2 separate regions of the Rattus norvegicus genome follow, and region 2 is linked to region 1. The links are chromatin contacts, called in public Hi-C maps. All regions are on one chromosome and are shown on one strand. Each heading gives the region's core, a stretch centred on a gene start, on an enhancer-like site or on the middle of the called end of the contact. The rest is flanking DNA. Distances are from core to core; before and after follow the strand shown.

Region 1 (5,817 bases), core at 2,423-4,922:
CAAACTGATCCTGATGATTACTCTACAAAACAAAGCATCCAGCACGCTCCACACAGATGTTCTCCATACAGTCCCTTCTGGGTTTCATTGGAATGGTCCATCTCTGCTCCACTGGGCATCAGCTGGTACCCTCAAGGCAGGGCTGCAGCCACTGAAGCCTCTCCAGCCAGGGCTGTTGGCCCAACTTCCTCACAGGACTGACTGGGCTGGCCACCTTTCCTAACTGAGCGTAAGGCATCTATCTCTATGTCCCTTCCGCTGCACTGTATCCCAGCCATAAGTTTGAGAACAGAATCAGTATGTCTGGCTCAGACATACTCATCAAACTATGGGCACAGGTACAATGCCCTTAGGACCCAAAGCTGTGTTAGCTACATTCTCTGCCCTCTCCAGCTTCCATCTTCTTGGCCGAAAGTGGCCTGAGTTCCTTGTCGCTGCCTTGTCCAAAGGCCAGGCTAGGGTGCCATCACACTCCTCTGCACTGGCCATCACCTTCCCCAGTCTCCTCCTCAAGCTTGCACTTTTATTTTTAGCCCTGCCCTCACTGAATATACTCGGCAGTTAGATCCATGAAAGCCAAGCCAGGGCACAGTGACACCAGGGACTGACCAGTACCTGTGTCTGTCTAGAGATGAAATTCTCCCAAGATTAACTATGTGGATAAAACCTCCAGTCACATCACCACAGCACAAAAAGAAATGTTTACCCCAATGTAACTCAAGAAGAAATAGAATCCAATTGAAGAGGGAAGTTTGGGGCAAGCACCAGGAAATCCTTTGACCAGAAGTGTTGCTAGATTGGGGAAGTGTCCCCAACGGAAGTGGGAGACATATGCAAGCCAAAGGCCCATCCCCCATGGAAGAACAGCACTTCCTCTGCATATTGTCTTCCAAATCCTGTCCTAGGCCAGTTTATCCTGGCAGCCACTAAAAACAACAAGACTCAACTGTCATAATAAAGTGGTTCATTCATTTGCTATATAATAAAGGGGATTTTTATAATCCACACCCCCAGCCTTCCCACTGGATGGAAGGCTGGAGCTTATGGAAGGAAGGGCCTTTGTCCTGGCTGTGGCTTTGTTGTTGGGAACAGACTGTCCAGGAATCCAGGACTGTTTATGTTAACCAGAATGCTTCTATCACTGCAGAATTATGAAGTAGAGAACATCCTTGGGAAGGAGATGGGACCGTTACTCTGCTTTGTCCAGTCCGTCACTACACAGCAGACCAGCTGCATCACTCTGGAAGAGATTGAGCTTCTGAGTACAGCGGGAGCCACTGCTGCTCCGCCTCCTCCTCCCTGACATCTGCGCCCTTGGCAGTGAGGCCAGGGACTTGATCTGGGGAATCCGAATCGGGTTAACTCTGTAGTGTTTTTATAGTTTTAAGTTTAGTGCGTTTCTTTTCTTTCCTTTTTTTTTTTTTCTGGTAAAGAGGATATTTTGTAAATTAAAATTCAAAATACCTCTGTTCGATCTTTTTTTCTACTTTACCTTCCTACAAATTTGAGGACATTTCTTTGAGTGTTTCTCCTGTCTTCTTTGTCTTCATTTTGTGCTGCTTAGGCATTGTTATTGATCTATTAGGAAATGTGCTTTGTTGTAGTTTAAACTGTTTACAATTAGCAATATGTATGTGGTTTTCTTTGCAGTATTTAATATTCTCTGTAAGACTATTCTGTAAAGCTTCAACCAATATCTCATGTTGAGATATTACTGTTCTGTTAACAATAAATAAATGTCCAACACTTTGTGGTTTTAGTGGTCTAGGAACTGCCAGAGGTGGCACTGTCACCTGTCCACTGTAGGTGAGCTGGGTGTGACGATAGCTGTATAAAACACATTTCTGTACCTTACTCCACTACACACCTGTCAGAGACCCTGAAGAACTGCAGAGGGCAAAGATCACAGACTCACAGCAATCCACAAGCCTGCTTTAGGCAGGGATTTGAATTACAAAGCAAAGCAACTACATATTTGGACCTTGGAGGTTTTGTGTTTTCTTCTGTACTGCAACAGGCTGTGCAGACCAGGGAAGGGTTTGGAACACCCAGTATTCTTAAGGAAAAAGGCATAAACTTTGGGAGGTAGGGGTGGGGATTGAGCCTGCTAACATTACAATTACTGGCACTTGGAGCTGCCCTCTTTGTATACTATGATATTAATTTGTCCTGGTGCACATTTTAAAATCTACATGTCCCTAGGTTGAGGAAAGTAAAAGCAAGGAGGGATCAAGTTTCGGAGTCTCAGCTCTCTTCCACCCTCTCACCCTTCAGCAACCACCTAAAAGTTAGGCCAGCCGTTCTCTGGCCCAGGTCAGCATAGCATACTCTGGGATAACACCTTCCACCTACGCGGAGTAGTCATGCCCTCCCATGTTCCTTCCGCACGGAGTATACAGCAAAAGGAAACTCGTCCATCTCCTTACCCCATGTGGGCAACGCACCTGGTCCTGTGGCTCCCAGGTGCTTGCTTTTCCCTGGTGAGGTCCCAATATGTTGTGTGCGGGAGAGACTGAATATAGGAAGCTGCAGCAATTTAAATGCTTCTTTATTCTTACAAATACTGTAAAAATGAATATAAAAAGCATGCGCAGTCTCTTCCTCTTATCTACAAAAGTCTGTCGGAAAAGTCTTTTCTACAATGTACCTTAGCTGCAATGGTAATAAGACGTAGAAAACGCTACCATTATAAAAAAATAATTTAAGGGGGATTCATATAGCTTCTCTCGCAGTCCAGTGCCCAAGAAACTGTAGCAATTCGGGCGGCGTCTGCTCCCCGCCGTCGGGGTCTGAGGTATCGGTCGTTCGGAGTCTCTAAGGCCCACACCGCGCGTTACCGGCAGTCGGTGCCGGTGGGCGGCAGGAAAGGCGGGCTGGGCAGCTCTTTGAAGAACTGCCGGAGGCTGGCCAGGTCCCGGGTGAGCTGCTCCACACGCTGATGCAGCTTCTCGTTCTCGGCCGACAGCTCCACCAGCTTCTGCTGCATCTCCTGGTTGCGGCGCTTGGCCTTGTCCCGGCTCTTGCGCACAGCGATGTTGTTGCGCTCGCGTCGCTGCCGGTACTCAGGGCTGCCCCGGTCCGGACCCCTCTTGCCGGCGCCCTTCTCTCGGACGGGGCCAGGCGCAAGGCTCGGTCCAGGGCTGCCTCGAGGAGGCTCGGGCGAAGTGGGTGGTGTGGGCTGTGCCGCGGCCGCCAAGCTCACCACTGTCTGCGCGCACACTGCCACTTGCGCCGGCAGCAGGGAGCCCGGCGCGTCGCCGTCGCCCCAGTCGGGTTCGCGCTTCAGCGGGCCCCTGGCGATTGACCCCACACCCGGGGGTCGCGTAGGGCCGCCCTGCAGCAGCTCCAGGCTGCCCGCGCCGGCCGCTTTGTGATTGCTGTTGAAGAGGTCGGCGAAGATCTCGTCGTGGCACAACTCTAGGGTGGGCACGGCAGCCATGGAATCAATGTAGGCGCTGAAGTCGATGGCGCTCTCGTCGTCATACATGGCAGGGGTCGTGGAGCCCGGCTCCCCCAGATCCCCAGGCTCCGGCCCTCGTCCTGGCTTGCCCACCCTGCCTGGCTCGTAGAAGGCCGCGGGCTCTGTGGGCCAGGGTGCGCCGCGTGCTGGGCTGTCTAGGCTGAAAAGAGCGGCGCTCATGGCGGCGTCGGCTGGGCCTGGCGTCCAAGTTGGGCTGTCACCTCGCCGGGACGGACCGCCGCCTTTTCTAGCCCCAGCTGACGCGCACGCCCCGCCCCGGCCCCAGAGGGTCGGGGACCCGAGCAGGGAGGGACCGGGGTGCTGCTGGGAACGACCCGCCCTCTGCCCGCACTCTTGGCCTTCCCTCCTTCCTGTTTGTGCGGTTTGGACCTACTTAGCGGTCTGAGCCTGGAGCGAAATGAAAATCTGGATTTGGCCCCGACGCGCGCTAAGCGGGACGCCTTCAGTCATCGCAAAAGCGGAACTGGGACAGGGCTGGGCAGCCCGAGTCCATGGCTTCTGTCTTGGCGCCTCCGCCTCGGGGCCAGAAGGAGTGAACCGTGGTTCGTGGACCTGGGCCTCAGTCCCCGCCGGTCAAGAACGAGCACAGCCAGCGTGAGTCTCCGGAAATTCGAACCCGCTCCAGCCACATTTCTCGGGGTGCTGAGGCCCAGCTGCCATCGAGGTTAGGTTCAGCAACACAGCCCGATGGACAGACAGATCGACGGGGCTCTCCGCTGACCACAAAGTCGACGGAAGAGAGACCGCCACCCTAACCGCGCGGTGCGTTTCTCCGCACCTGACAGCGGTCTTGGGTGCTCCGGTAACTCTTCAGGTTATTAAAGCTGTGCCACCTGGTGGTAGCATAGCATCTTGCTGTTTCTTTTCCTTGCTAAGTATACCCAAAAGAGATGCTATTTAAAGTAAATGTGGCTGGCTGAGAGAAAACTGAGATTTACATCAATACTCATAAAGGGGTATTAAGTTGCCAGCTCTTCAAATTTCTTGAAAAGATGAAGAGAAATTTCAACTCCAGCTACTCAGACCTGAGACTGGATGGGTAGTTGAATCCCAAGAGTTCAAGTGCCTGACGGCCTGTCTCAAACATGCAAAAGTCAAGAAAATAATCTGTCCAAAATCAGATGTGTCCCTCATATTCCTCCAACTCTTTCCGATTCACCAGGTGTTTTGACCAACATCGGCTGATTTACAGAGCAGCCTAGGTCCTGACTTCAATTCCCGAGGAAAATCCTAATGATGGGCTGTGGAATATCTAATGGCTTTTCTGAAAGAAAGGTAAACACAGCTTTGGAATTTTATAATTGATATAATTGATGTTGATATTTTAACTAATTACCTCTGAGGTTAAAGCCATCGCACATGTGAGTTCATGTACATGCACAGGAAAACCCTGGGAGAAAGTTTTTGGTTCTTAGCCCTGGATGCCAGAGAAGCACGATTAAGGAACACGTGTTTATCCCTCTGAAAGGCCGTTTTCAAGTGAGACAACCTGCTGTTTTTGATTCCTGGGTCCATTCACTACATTTATGAAAATGAAGCTGTGCTTACAAGACAGTGGGGCCAATTAGAAACTCAGAAGGTTTGGCCACCGTGGGTACCTGTGGGTACCTGTGGGCACCGTTGGGCTGCACCTGAAAGCTCTGTGGAGTCTGTGTTCAGAAACCTGCCGACCTGTGCTTAATTTTCCATTTACCAGAGACAGAGAAAGGCAGCATGGCAGAACAACAAAGTATGAATGTATTGTGACAGTTGAGAGCTATCAAAGACCCTTTAAAAATAACAAAGTTTAGCTCCTATGACAGTCATTTGTAATCCTTTCATGAGTGTTCCACACACCGCTCCTATCTCAAGGGCTTTCCTAGCGTCATGGGGGACTTACTCAAGGTGAATATGAACACTTCCGTGCTTTGTTCCTGCGAGAAACACAGCATCCAGGTGTGCATTTTAAGCTCTCCTCGGCACATCTGTCAAAAGCCTTCGAGCTAGAATAGTTGTCCTCAGCACCCTCACATGTGGAACATAGTGGAGAATCCAATGATGCCCAGTCCATGTGGGCATTCTGGAAACCTTGGTGTTTAAAAATTCAGAAAACTAGCAGTGTTGTCTTAGAGTCGTGGAGCACTGTCAGACTTGGAAGATCAGTCTAACAAACCAATCTCCAGGAGATCCTGTTTGTATATTTCACTCCGTACCAGAACAGTTCTCTAGATGGAATATGTATATTCCATCAAATATGTATAAATACTCTGAAACATTTCTGGGTAGTTCTAGGTAAAATGAAATATGAAATCAAGCTGGAAAAGAAGTAAAACTTCCCAGCATCCAAGAAGTGAAGG
Region 2 (5,817 bases), core at 1,782-4,281, 260 kb before region 1:
CCATTCTCCTCCCACAGGAACATTCTTGAGTAGAAAATTCTCAGAATGTACTGACTGATGCTTGCTAGCCAATAATAGACTTAAAGGTTAATATGCTTAGCCAATAAGTTTGAACTATAACCTTACTGAGGTAACCTGTGCCCCTAAAAAGTACAAAAACTGCTTGTAGTAGCCATTCTGGGTTGCCTTCTCATCACTCACCTTCAGGGACTGACTGAAGGTTGACCCTGACACGCTGGAAAATAAACCTCTTGCTTTTGCATCAATCTGCATCTCAGTGTCTGACTCGGGAGTGTCTCGAAGTACACTGACCAAGAGTCAGGGTCTTACACTACAGGCTCAGCCCCACCTGTGCTCCACTCTCCTTCACTCCTTCCACAGCAGCCAGTATTCCTAAGCTTCCTAGTTTACAACATCCCTCAGAACTTTCTAGGACTAAACCTTCCAGAGCTAACAACTCTGTAGTTCCTGTCCTCAACAGGTATTTTTTATTTCATTCTGTAGTCCATCCCCAATCCTCCTCAGCCTTCTCAACCTAGAGGAGGCACTTAGGACAGAGCTCAGCAACATGGGGAGCATATGGAAGAGGAACAACAACTGGATAAGCCCTGGGAACCCACGTACCCTAATAACTGGACCCATATCTTACCATATGTGCCAATACATGAATGATATCTCAGGCCACAAATTAGGCAGGAGAGAAAACACAGGTTACAAGTACATGTGGGTGACCTGAAAATGTGTTGTCAAGGAGGTTGGGGGGAGGCATCTGTTCCCTATGCCATACTTGCAATCAGCCAAGGGGCAGTGTTGAAGAGGCTGAGGTCATGTTCCCTACGGCATACCATGATACCTCATGTTTGTCCCTGACCTACATCCTCTGCCTGAGTAGGGATTTTTAAATTGTGCAAGTGTCGGGGTGTTGGTCTTATCCTGGAGCACCAGCCCAAATGCATATTCTAAAAATACTATTGTCTTTGATAGACTGAGCAAGAAAACGTGTCCTGATTCTGAGCTGCACGGCTGGTATTGTAGCTCAAAGCTGTCCTGGCCTTGTGGGACAATGGCAATTTCCAGTGGAAGTATGCACATCAACACCAAACCTAGAGATCAGACAATCAAATGCCTGTGAAAAGAGAAGACAGGCAGCAAGAGAACCAGAGTGAACAGACGGGGGAGGGAGACAGGTGCTTGGGATCAGGGCCGTCAGACCTGGAGAGGCTGCAGGCTTGAGAAAAAGGTTACCCTTGTTTCTCCTCCTAGCAGAGGAAGGAGACTGTTTGAGGCCAGAGAGACACAAATTGATCAGAAAGAGGGTGTTCAGTGCATATGTGTGGGTCCCCAGGCCTGTCAGCTTCCCTTCAGTGGGCCAGGCTGCTCATTTTACCCCACTTGTATTCCTTCTGGGTTGTTCCTGACAGGGAACCACCACTGGATCTCCTTCTACTCTTCTAGGAGTACAAGCTGTATTTCAGAGGGTTCCAACAGCCAAAGAGAACAGATGCAAACAGATAGGATGGGTAGGTTGGAAGATAAGAGATCCCTCTGTTACACACTCTGGTTACCATCATCTGCTTATACCTGGTCCCAGTCACGACCACAAGAGCAGGGGAACCCTTCACACCTGAGCACTGGGCTAATCTTTCTGTCAGACCCATGTTCCATGGCAGTCAGATGGCTACAGTCCTGTAACCCAAAAATTGGGTTGTGTGCTGGCCTGGCCTGAGATGTGGGAGCTAGACCTGGGCCTGGGAAGGGTAAGTAAGGAGTTGCTTGCTCTGTTCTCTGAGCACATCCCTGACCCTGTTTGTGATTGTCAGGCAAATGAAGACCAAAGCCATGTTTATTCCAGTACCTGTAGAATGTGGCATGATGAAAAAGTGGTAAGGAATCAGACAGATGGACCCTAGCCTGCTTGGACCAGTCTTTGGTCTAACAGTACAATCCCAAACGCGGAGTCAACTAAGGTTCCTGGAAGGAGGCCTATAGACAGGCTAAGAAGTTATAAGACAAGCCATCCTGGAGTTCTCTGCTCCTCCCCAACCCTGGGCACCCTCTTGGCAGAAGTACCCAGCCCACCTCTAACCTCGGGTCTCTGATGTGGACGTGGACAGAGACATGGACACCGAGTCCTGGGGATCGCTTGCCAGCCGCTGTCCAGCACACATGGACTTCAGCATCTGGAAGACGGCGAGGGGAGCCACGTTCAGATTCAGCAAGTCCACTAGAATCCTGGGGAAACAAATGCAGTGCTTAGTGAACATTGCAAGCCATAGGGCAGACATGATCCAAGAGTCGCGCCACCGTTTTGAAACTCCTTATAGAGACCCGGATATTTTGGAGTAGCAGATGCAGAGAGTATCAGCTCAAAGTCCCTCGCCTTCTCACTTGAACACATCGGGGTCTATGGCGGCGCCTGCAGCCTGCGATAGCTCATACAGCTCCATCTCCTCGGCCCCCAGCACCTTCTTCCGCCGAAGCGCCAGCTTCTGCAGCGTTGCTGCCTCCAATCCTGTGGATACCGCGAGTCCAGCACCACCACCACCAGCTGCCCCCGCCATTCGTGTAGCCTGAAAAGGGATCAGTGTTGGGCACAGCCCACCCTGGTGACTCCACAGCACCTGCTACTGGCCACCCGTTTCCTTGCAGGGTCTCTGCAAGCCAACAGCTCCAGCACGGAGGCAAGAGTCCCAAGAGGTCTTTACATAGTCGATTGCTTACTTATTCTGAACGTATAATGTACACTGGGCACTGTGTTAGGCATGGAGTGGGGTGATGGAAAGCTGACGGCTGCCTGACCATCAGACTTAGACCTCTGGCTTAGGTAGCAGCCCCTAGAATAATGCCTGGTATGTACTGGGTACTAAATGTCTGTTGCATGACCGGTATTCACGATTGCGTGTTATTACCAGCTTTGTTGACGGTCCCTAGACAGCCTTTACTTTTAGAGCAACACGCACTCCTTCCCGAACCCTCACCCGACCCCCACCCCCACCCCCACCCCCACCCTCACCCCGGAAATACTTATACTAGGAGTAAAGAGCAGCGGACGACGTCTCTGCGCACGCGCCTTTGTGGCCAACCGCTTCTGCCGCAAAACTTGGTTGGCTTTTGCTTTTGCAGGCGCCTTTCCCGAGTGGTTGAGCCGCTTTTCCACTGGGCAGGCGGTGTGGCTTGATGACGCGCAGCTCGATGACGCTATTTCCGTGTTCTGAGTCCAGATAGCGGCGTTTATTTTTTTTTCAGAGCTGGGGACCGAAAGCGGCGTTTATTTCTGAAGATAGGCAGGCATGCGAAACGACGGGAGGTGAATTCAACATGTCAGCTTGGCCGGTGTGTTGAGAACCGCAAATGTTTGACTGGTCACCGTGAATCAAGTGTCACTGCCATCCGGATAGAGTAGACCTGGGGAGCCAGTCCAAAAGTGCACACACAGAGTGAAAGGGGACCAGGAGGGGCATTTAACATTTATGCAGGGGAACTCTTGGAGATATTTTGTCTCCTGATGCTCTGTCCATTTTACTTTACTGGTCTTTTGCATATGTGTGTGTGTGTGTGTGTGTGTGTGTGTGTGTGTGTGTGTGTGTGTGTCCCTGCTTGTGAATGTTTGTTTGTTTTCAGTTTGATTGATTTGTTTTATTCTGGTTTGATTTATTTATTTTTATGTGTCTGTTTGCTAGAGGGAGGGAGGGAGAGAGAGAGAGAGAGAGCGAGCGAGCATATAGCTGAGAAGGTGGGGAAGTGGAGAAGTGGGAGGAGATGAGTGAGAGAAACCATGATCAGATTATAGAGTACTTTTAAAATATTTTCAATATAAAAATATATGGGATGATTAGTCTTCATTCTTAAGAGGAAAAGTAGCCATTACTGGGAAGGGAGAATTTACAGCATCTAGACAGTACTCATCCTTCCTCCTTTATTTCTTATACTGAACACAGCTTCCCTGGTTCTGCTGGTCTTCATACTTGGACCTTTGGCCAGTCACCAAGGTCCAGACCTCAGAACTAACCACCATTGACACGACTTTCCATGTTAAATGGCGCCTCTGTCACAGTGAGGAAGGATCATGATGACAGGAAGCTACTGGCGACTGTGACGAGTCAGTGGGCTGTGGGGAATGAGTTTGGCTCCAGGAGCTGACATCGCAGGACGTATGTGCATCTAGTCTGGCACCTGATTCCCGTGGTGGGACATCCAGGGGCTCGTTTGCAGGATTCCAGAACATTTCCTCAGGTTTTTGCAGAGCTGTGGCCGTGATGTAAATATAGGCCCTCCCTGCCTCTTTAGTTTCTCATGGGGTTGGTAGCTCACAAGCGGATGGTTGATGGCTCCAGAATCCAGCTTCTATTGCTCAAAGTGCTCAAGAGTACAAACAGGAGGCAAATCCAAGTGTGACACAGCATTCTCTTCCTACCCAAACAGCTGTTATCCATGAGATCAGCTCTGCCTGTTAAGTATGTAACACCTCAGGTCCATGGATGGCCAGTATTCATTCACAGAAGGAAGCTCAAGGTAGGGTCATTGGACCCTCACGTGAGTCACTCCACCATTTGCATACAATTCTGTCCCAATTACACATGGTCTCAACTCTAAGAAAGGCCAGAGGGCTAGACTGCATAGACTTAGAGACCTTAGTTGAGAGTTCTTGTACTAATCACACGTAAAAATTCAAACATTTATGCATACACAAAACATGCTCATATAAAATGCCTCTCTTTCTCTCTCTCTCTCTTTCTCTCTCTCTCTCTCTCTCTCTCTCTCTCTCTCTCTCTCTCTCTCTCACACACACACACACACACACACACACACACACACCTCTTTTATACCTCTGAATACATCCTCAGAGAAACGTGGTCCTACACTTAAAGTCGTGTACCCCATACCATACTCCTATAGAAACACAAACACACATCAAGACATGCAAACATACTATTCCACTCACCCACACTCATGCTCACAGCCTTACACAAGCTCACAGTACAGTATCACTTTCTTAAAAGCTTTGGCATGAAAACTATCCCTAATTGTAACCTGATTAATAATCTAAACCATAGCCCTAATACTAACCTAAACCTGAACATTAAACTGAACCTTATCCTTAAACAACCTGGGGCCTGAAAACAGCACTAAGCCTAATCCTAACACTAGCCTAGCCCTAATACTGTTCCTAACTCTGACCCAAGCCTTAACCCTAAACTTCATCAATAGAGTCTCCATCTGTCCCATGGAAAGTTCTCTTCATGAGGATAAGGACTACACTTACCTGAGGCTGTAAGAGTAACTGTTTAGATGTTGTTGGGGACCATGCTAGGTCAGTTGAATGATGGTTAATATGCATGACCTCACTAGCTCTGGATAGTTGCCTAGGTTTCCAGTACCAGGAATAGATTCCTCTTGTTAAGTAAGTCCAGCTAGAAAGCTGTTGGTCCCTGCCAAGGCATGCATGCCGCAACTGCCCTCTTGGGATTGTTGTGCATCTTGGTCATTGTTGTGGTTTGTAGGCATCATAGCTGGCTACCACTATTGGTTACTTCTCTCCTCAGGAAGCTTGCTTGGTGCTTTCTGGTACCAGGAAACCTAATCTTCAGGAGAAGAGACATCCAGATCAGTTCCAGCTCAGGGAACTCTGGGCCCTGTGTCTGAAGTGCATGGTGTCTTCGGCAATGGGGAGTTATCTCCTGCTTCTGCAGAGCAACCTAATTCAATCATTATAGCTTGTAATGTTTTAGGAATTTCTTGGACAGCCCTGACCAATAGCTCAAAAGAAGGTTTTTCATACCTGATTATTGGAAGTTTTTGTTAGGTGGTCTTTGGCTC

What was found. Hi-C and Micro-C count contacts between places; a contact is called where the count stands out from the background.
Region 2: a contact with region 1 is called in a Hi-C map of Schwann cells, with 6 times the contacts expected there. The contact joins the promoter of Mzt2b here to the promoter of Cebpd in region 1. A contact is called at or near these places in 7 of 12 Hi-C or Micro-C datasets (Schwann cells, frontal cortex, liver and 3 more) and 1 of 1 datasets of contacts at active chromatin or transcription factors (oligodendrocytes).

What each region holds. Positions count from the first base shown.
Region 1 is chr11:98,266,711-98,272,527 of GRCr8, reverse strand. It overlaps Cebpd (CCAAT/enhancer binding protein delta), which reads right to left and starts at 3,672. Exons shown (of 1, transcript NM_013154.2): 1 at 2,534-3,672. The coding sequence starts at 3,640. The coding sequence ends at 2,834. It overlaps Spidr (scaffold protein involved in DNA repair), which reads left to right. Exons shown (of 19, transcript NM_001100988.2): 19 at 1,148-1,749. The coding sequence ends at 1,303.
Region 2 is chr11:98,525,654-98,531,470 of GRCr8, reverse strand. It overlaps Mzt2b (mitotic spindle organizing protein 2B), which reads right to left and starts at 3,031. Exons shown (of 3, transcript NM_001105860.1): 1 at 2,389-3,031; 2 at 2,087-2,232. The coding sequence starts at 2,561.